Regions from separate parts of the Mus musculus genome. Here region 1 is linked to region 2. The links are chromatin contacts, called in public HiChIP or PLAC-seq maps. All regions are on one chromosome and are shown on one strand. The core of a region is the stretch at or near the end of the contact, and the rest is flanking DNA. Distances in the headings are between cores, read along the strand shown.

What was found. HiChIP or PLAC-seq counts read pairs in DNA pulled down with a chosen protein or histone mark.
Region 1: a FOXA1 HiChIP or PLAC-seq map of pancreatic cancer cells shows a contact between it and region 2. The contact joins the enhancer-like site here to the promoter of Rnf168 in region 2. A contact is called at or near these places in 6 of 39 promoter capture datasets (the 3T3-L1 cell line, fetal liver, hippocampal neurons and 3 more) and 1 of 115 datasets of contacts at active chromatin or transcription factors (pancreatic cancer cells).

Annotation. Positions count from the first base shown.
Region 1 is chr16:32,712,321-32,716,102 of GRCm38.p6, forward strand. No RefSeq gene overlaps it. Among named protein-coding and RNA genes, the nearest start is that of Gm34766, 16 kb to the left of the region's middle. Within about 2 kb of position 1,816, at least 9 of the 459 cell types and tissues checked have an H3K27ac peak or open chromatin away from gene starts, as enhancers often do. A contact at or near this core is called in pancreatic cancer cells, where this site is marked.
Region 2 is chr16:32,276,192-32,280,063 of GRCm38.p6, forward strand. It overlaps Rnf168 (ring finger protein 168), which reads left to right and starts at 1,270. Exons shown (of 6, transcript NM_027355.2): 1 at 1,270-2,224. The coding sequence starts at 1,918.

The DNA of each region.
Region 1 (3,782 bases), core at 566-3,065, 440 kb after region 2:
GACCTTAGATTGTGCTTCCGCAGCTCTGGAACAGGGTTCCTCGGCTTCTCACAGTCCAACGCCCATCCTGTGACGCCATGGGGAACGAGCAGTCAAGACTTCCCTTGTCCTGCCTTGCCGAGCGGCCCAAGCCCCAAGCGGTCCTGGGCCATCTTTTAACCCACATCTATGCACCCACTGATAGACATCTGGGCTGTTTCCGTTTTCTAATTGTTATGAATGAAACATCAGTGAATATGAATATGCAGGTTATAGAATTCTTTGAAGACATACCTAGGAATGATATAACTTTGTTTAATTTTTATTTTTTTGAGACAGTGTCTCACTGTATCCCTGGCTCTCCTGGAGCTCACAGAGATTTGCCGACCTCTGCCTCCTAGATGGTGAGATTAAAGTTGGGTCCCACCATATCCAGCAATATTCTGTCACTGACAAAATCACTTAGACTTACACAAAAAACTCAATGTTTTAGTAGACATGGGTACCACGGAATGGCTACATTGTGATGCATATTACTTCATGTTTTATAATTCTTTGTAGAGAGAATATTTAAATGTATTGTCTTAACAATTTTCAAACTTATAGCATGCTGCTACTAAGCTGCTTTAAGCATGTTGTGGTCATTGTGATATATATATATATATATATATATATATATATATATACACACACACACAACTCTCTTGAACTTAGTTCTCCAATTTCACTGAAATTTCGTGTCCTTTGGTCAACGCCTCCTTAACCTGGTCAAGTTGAGCCTTTAGCGCCTACCATTTGACTGTGGGCTTGTACACATTTGATGATTTTAGAGCCTGCATAAGAGTGAGTTTGTTTTTCTGTGGGCAACTTTTTATCACTTAACACGGCATTCTCCAGGTTCATCCACGGTGCAGCAGATGACAGGACGTCATGTTTGTCCAGCTGATTAGTATGTTCTTTTCATATGCACCTCATCTTCTGTACCCACGCCCTGTATGTTTATCCAACTGTCCACTGTTAAGGGACACAAGGTCGCTGCCATCTCTTGGCTGTGGCGTACGCTGAGTGTAGATGTCTCTTCAACATACCAGTCTGACATCCTTTGGATAAACACCCACCTGAAATGAGATTGCTGAATCCGGTGGTTGTTGCGATTTTAGTTTCTTGAGGAATCTCTGCATCGTTCTTCAGGATGGCTAATTCTCATCCCTCCTGAGCACGCTCGAGGGTTCCATTTTCTCTCCATTCTCACCACCGCTTACCTTTCTTTTCGTTGATAATAGCTGTTCTGATGTGTATGAGACCTTCATTCTCTGTGGCTTTAATGTTTATTCTCCGGCTATTATTGGTGTTGAGCCAATTTCTAAATGCCCTTTGGCTATTCCTAATCATACCTCTGAGAACGCCTGCCCAGATCCTCTGTCTATTTTTAAATCAGGGTATTTGTTTTCATGATTAAGTCATTTGGCGTCTGTAGAGGTGTTTGCAAAGAAGCCTTATTGGGTATGGAGCCCACAGCTCTTTTCCCTCCGTGCACAGGGATGCCTTGCCTGTGCTATTTGCTTTGCTGTGCAGGGGTTTTTAGGTGACTGTACAATCTCTCTTGTTCTCTTTCGCTTTCATTCACTTTGTTCTTGGGATCATGGCCACCCCCCCCAAAAAAAAAACCAAAAAACAAAAAACAAAACAAAACAAAAACATGGCCCAGATCGATGTCAGAAATCTCGTCATGTTTTCGTCTAGTAGTTTTGTGGCTTCAGGTCTAGGATTTCAGCCTTTAATCCACCCTGAGATGAGGTACATGGTGTGAGAAGAGAGGGCGCCTTCATTCTCCTGCCTAAGACAATCCAGAGCTCTCAGCACATTTGTGGAAGAGACTCTCCTTTGCACCCTGTTCTCAGCATCTCTGTGGAAAATCAGTTTATTTCTCAGCTCCTTACTCTGTTCCACTGATCTGTGCCTATTTTGGATCTGGGGTGTACTATTTTCATTACTGAGCTTTTAGAGTTCGAGAAAGGTAATGTACTGAAATGCTAATTATAGTAGAGAATACATAGTTCTTGTGGGGTGTGCGTGTACGTGTGTGCGTGTGCGTGTGTGTGTGTGTGTGTGTCCACTTTCAATGATGGCCAATGCTGGGGTTGGATGGCAAAGGATTTGCTGCACAAGCCCGAGAACCTGAGTTTGGATCCCCTGAATCTAAGAACAGACATAAATCCCAGTGCTCTTATAGTAAAACAGGGGTTAGAGACAGGGGGATTACCAGGAGCTTGAGGGCCAGCTAGCCTGGTGTATATGTCAGAAAAACAACAGAGAGACTGTCATAAATAAGGAGGACGGTGAGGGTGCACCCACACAGTGTGCATGTGTGTGTATGTGTGTGCGCATACAGGCATGTGCACGCACACACAGAATATAAACTTTTAGAAGAAAGAAAAAAAATTAAAACTATGAAAAAGTAAGATAATGAGGATAAGAAGGAGGTTGGCCTGGAGTTTGTGACCGTTCCCTCAGCTGGATAGTTATGTTTTATTCTGTCACCAAGCAGGAGGTGGCTTAAGCTATTGCCCTTCAGGAGACTTTGGCTGCCTTCAGGTGCGGACCACTATGGAGACAGAGACTTGTGTGGCCTCAAGGTACCCTCTGGAGGACCATGAGGAGCTGGAGGCAGGCAGTGCCCTGAGGCGCAGAGGCTGCTGGCTCCTCAGTCTCAGGCTCTCGGGGATGGAGGAAGCTGGTGCTCGCCAGCCCTTATAGACAGCGTAGCTAGTTATGAAAGGCACCCTCACCCTTTCGGTTAGAATCTCCCCAGGCTAGAGGGCCTGGGCCTTTCCTTGGGTAGATGTGCAGAGCTGGCGGTTCATTGGTGGGGGAAGAATGGATGGGTATGGTGGCCCCGGGGTGGGAATTCATGTTTTAACAGATTGGGTAGCTAGAACGGTATCTGGAGAAGAGGCAGTAGTAGAAAGCGGGGTGTGGGGGTGTGGGGGGATGGGGGCTCAGAACTGGGTGTCAGAAGTTAGTCATGGAGTTGCAGAGGGGAGTAGAGGGTCAGTGGATTGGGGGAGGGGTGAACTGAAGTGCTGCGTCCGGGAGGAAGGCGGGGACTAGCTGGATATATGATAAGGACCGTATAAGAAAAAAAGGTCTTTTAACAGTTTGCATCATCAAAACCGAGAAGGAACGGACTTCTCTTGGTCCCCTTTGCTGAAGAGGCTCTGGCTGCCAGCATTGCACAGAACCTGGCGGGGGCGCTGTAGAGCAGCGCTTCTCAATTCCGTGTGAGATCCACTCCGTCGTTCCTCAGGAGCTTGTACACCTTTTGGGGAGACAAGGTCTCTTACTGGGATCTGGGCTGATTATAGTGTGCTGGCCTGCTGTTGAACCGCAAATTTCTTCCTGTCCCCACCTCTCCAGTGCTGGGCTGGGATTATAAGGGTGTACCTCCATGCCTACATTTTTGCGTGTGTGCTTGGGACAAAGGAAGGTCCTCATGTTTGTTCAGTAAATACTTTTTGACTGTACCATCTCAGACCTTCAGACTTTAATTTTAGATAAAAAACGTGTGTGTGTGTGTGTGTGTGTGTGAGAGAGAGAGAGAGAGAGAGAGAGAGAGAGAGAGAGAGAGAGAGATTTTCCCTGCATCTATGTCTGTGTACTAGGTACATGCCTGAAGCCTGAAGAGGTCGGAGAGGGTATTGGACCCCTGGAACTGGAGTTACCAATAGTTGTGAGGCACCATATGGATACTGGGAACCAGACCCAGGTCCAGGTCTTCTGCAAGAGTAGCCAGTACTGTTAAC
Region 2 (3,872 bases), core at 20-2,519:
ACCAGGCTGGGATTGAACTCAGAAATCCACCTGCCTCTGCCTCCCGAGTGCTGGGATTAAAGGCGTGTGCCACCACGCCTGGCCACAAGGCAACTCTTATGACAATATTTAATCAGGGCTGGCTTACAAATTGAGAGGTTCAATCCATTATCAAGGTGCCAGAGCATGGCAACATCCAGGCAGGCATGGTGCAGGAGGAGCTGAGAGTTCTACATTTTCATCTGAAGGCTGCTAGCAGAATACTGCTTCCAGGCAGCTAGGATGAGGGTCTTAAAGCCCACACCCATAGTGACTCACCTACTCCAACTGGGCCACACCTTCTAATAGTCCCATTCCCTGGGCCAAGGATATGCAAACCATCACAGACTCCAACTCCAGGTCCTCCTGTTTCTGCCTCTGCCTTTGCTACCTAAATGCCTCAATTACAAGACACACGTGTCCATGCCTAGTTCAGAGGTCCTTCCTTCCTTCCTTCCTTCCTTTTTGAAACAGAGTCTCTTACTAAACTCACTGTATAGACCAGGCTGATCTCTACCTCACAGAGACCCTCCTGCCTCTGCCTGCAATGTTTTGGGAACCAGCTGACCAATTGAGGAAGGGTCTCATATAGCCCAGGTTGACCTGGAACCAGTTATGTAGCCAAGGCTAGTTTATAATAATCCTTTTGTGACTACTTCCCAAATGCTGGGATTGATTATAGAAATGGGTCTCTTGTTGAGTTCTTCAGACTCCACATACCAAACCCAATAGGCATTTACTCATGCTAAAGTCTGGGGTAGAGGGCCCAAGCCAAGCACCCCCAAAACAAGAGGGAAAGCAATAACAGCCAAATCTCTACATTGCTGTTTTAGCCAGTACCATAAGGATATCACCCCCACCTTATTTAACCTTTACAAGGATTCTTTGAAACCACAGGTGTAACTCTTTGTTGCTGCTCTCCTTGAGCGTCACTTGTCTATAAGGCCAATATCTGCTGCTCATTCTATAAAATGCTAGTGTTGCAAATAAATGCTAAGAAAAATCTTTAAGGTAAATTTGTTGTAATTTCTTCTTTTAGCACTAAGAACTTTAGAAAGCTTTGTTAGGAGAAGGGTAGCCTAAAGAATACTGAAAGAATAATTACAAAAATTCCTGTTCGGATCTTGGTTTAGAGAGTTACTTGAGTAAGCAAGATTCTGCAGCCTACAGTAGCCGAGCGACCAAAAGCGGGAGGAGTTGCTACTAGCAGGCTAGGCGGGAACGCAGACGCAGCTCCCGGAAGTCCCGCCCGACTGAGCGGTTCCTTGGGGGAAGACGTGCCGTTTTGGCGGGGAATTGTGACGTCCGTGGAGCCCGGGTACCTGCTCCGGCCGCGGCCAGTAGACCGATTGGCAGGACAGCGGGTGCGAGCGGCTGGGTCTCGGGACCCGGGGGGTACCGCGAGGTGTTCCAGAAGCTGGAGCGTGGGCACTGGAGGGCTGCCTCCACCGCAACGGCGAGACGGAAGTCCCGCGGCGGCCCGAGCCCGGATTCCGGGCGGTACCGGGTGCTCTGGGAGCGGCGGTGCCCGGGCTTCCGGCTCTGGCAAGCCCGGCCGCCTCGCGCGTAGAGGCGGGTCCTCACCGCGTAAGAAGGGGAGCTGGATGAGCGCTTGTGTGGCGCGGGGAGACAGAACCACTCTCCGCCCCGAGGCCGCCGACTCCCGGAGGAACGTTCTTTCATTCCCTTGCTGGACTCAGGGCATAACTGTTGACCTGACATCACAGCTCCTGCTTGTCTCGGGCCCGTGGGAACTCAGGCCTTCTGGATCTCAGTCCGCTGCTGTGTGTGAGAGTAAACACCAAACGGCTCGCTGCTTTTCTCCGTTCTGGGCGTGATTAGGCGAAAGACGACTTTAGTCCCTTTCTGATTTTAACGTTGGGTAGGTCTCATTAGCATATGAAGATGGCTGCACCTAAAACCTCCATCCCTTCCTTAGCCGAATGTCAGTGCGGGATCTGTATGGAAATCCTCCTAGAGCCTGTAACCCTACCTTGCAACCACACGCTCTGTAACCCATGCTTCCAGTCCACTGTTGAAAAGGCCAATCTATGCTGTCCCTTCTGTCGTCGCCGGGTCTCTTCGTGGACTCGGTACCATACCCGAAGAAATTCTCTGGTCAATACAGACCTGTGGGAGATTATTCAAAAACACTATGCAAAGGAATGCAAGCTTAGAATCTCTGGACAAGAATCAAAGGAAATCAGTAAGTAAAATTAAGCATGTTTATTGGGTAAAACGGCCCAAAATCCCTTTGAAAGGGAACCATTTTTGTTTTTGCTTTTCGAGAAAGGGTTCCTCTGTGTTGCCCTGGCTGTCCTGGAACTCACAATGTAGATCAGGCTGGCCTCGAACCCAGAGATCCACCTACCTCTGCTTCCTGAGTTCTGGGATTAAAGGTATGAGCCACCATCGCAGGGCTCGAACCATCATTTTCTAATTTAAAGAAAAAGAAAAAGAAGGCTAAATAGTCTGAATCGTGAGGATTTGTGGTTTTATAAGCCCTGCCCACACATCAGTTAAAGTCAAGGACAGAGTTACATCACGTGTAGTAATGGTCAAGTTGTGTTCATCTGCTGTGAATTAGGGTTTTTTTTTTTTTTTTAACATTTTTTTAGACATGTTTTGAGACACAGTTTTATTACTGTGTAGCATGGGATAGCCTTAGCCTCACAAATACTGGAGTTGCAGGTGTGCTATTACACACCTGTCCTTTATAATGTAGTAGTATTAGTGAGGGTTGCCCTTTATAAGGGCAGAATGGTAAGTATTTTTGTGGACTATATAGTCTACTGAAGACACTTGGTGAGCTCTGCCACTGTAGAACAAAAGCCACCGTAGTCAATACATTAATTTACATTACCCTTTGTAAATGAAGATAGTGCCTGTGTTTCCATAAAACTTTATGAAAAACAAAAAGTGGGGGGGCAGATTTGTCCTGTCAATGAATCATGGCTAAATAGCCCCTGTCTTAGAATATCACTATTACTGTTCTTAAGAACAATTCTTTATCTGTGGAGGTAGCAGAATTAAATAATTGCAGATACTTCGGAAGGGAAAACTTGAGATTTCTTATTTTTTAAAATATGTATTTAGAGTGTGTGAATGTAAGTGCCTCATGTGCATGTGGTGCAGAAGAGGCAGGAGAACTAGAACTGAGTGACAAAGTTATAGGTTGTCATGTGAGTACTTGGAACCAACCAAACCCAGGTACTCTGGAAGAACAGTAAGCATTCTTTTTTTTTTTTGAGACAGGGTTTCTCTGTGTAGCTCACTCTGTAGAGACCAGGCTGGCCTCGAACTCAGAAATCCTTCTGCCTCTGCCTCCCAAGTGCTTGAGTTAAAGGCGAAAATTTAATTTTTTGTAACCCAATTGAAAGATTTTTTTTGAATATATAGTTCTGTTTTCAGGTGGCTCAAATATGAAAAGGAAGGCCCTTCCTCTTAATCGCCTTTGAAATATGAGAACATATTAGTACAAACTTGTAAAATGTATAAAAATAGTAGGACAAAAAGGTAGAAGTGTCCAAGTGACATCAATGGATGGATAAACTAAATGTACATATCTGCAACAGAATATATTGCTCTTTCATTAAATGGAATTGTTAAAGTTGTAATGTGGGATGAAGGCTTTGTTCTAGCTGTCATTACTCAGGTGATTCCATATGGAGAGCATTAACGACATCATTGGATCAGTCCACTGATAAGTTTATCCCAGCTGGGCTGTTAGGTGAGGCCTGTCTGGAGGAAGTATACTGGAAATGCCTGTGACAGGTTTGCTTTTTGACTGCAGTTGAAGTGGGCACCTCTCCTCTACCAAGCTTTTTCACAATCATGTTTCTGCCTTGCACAGG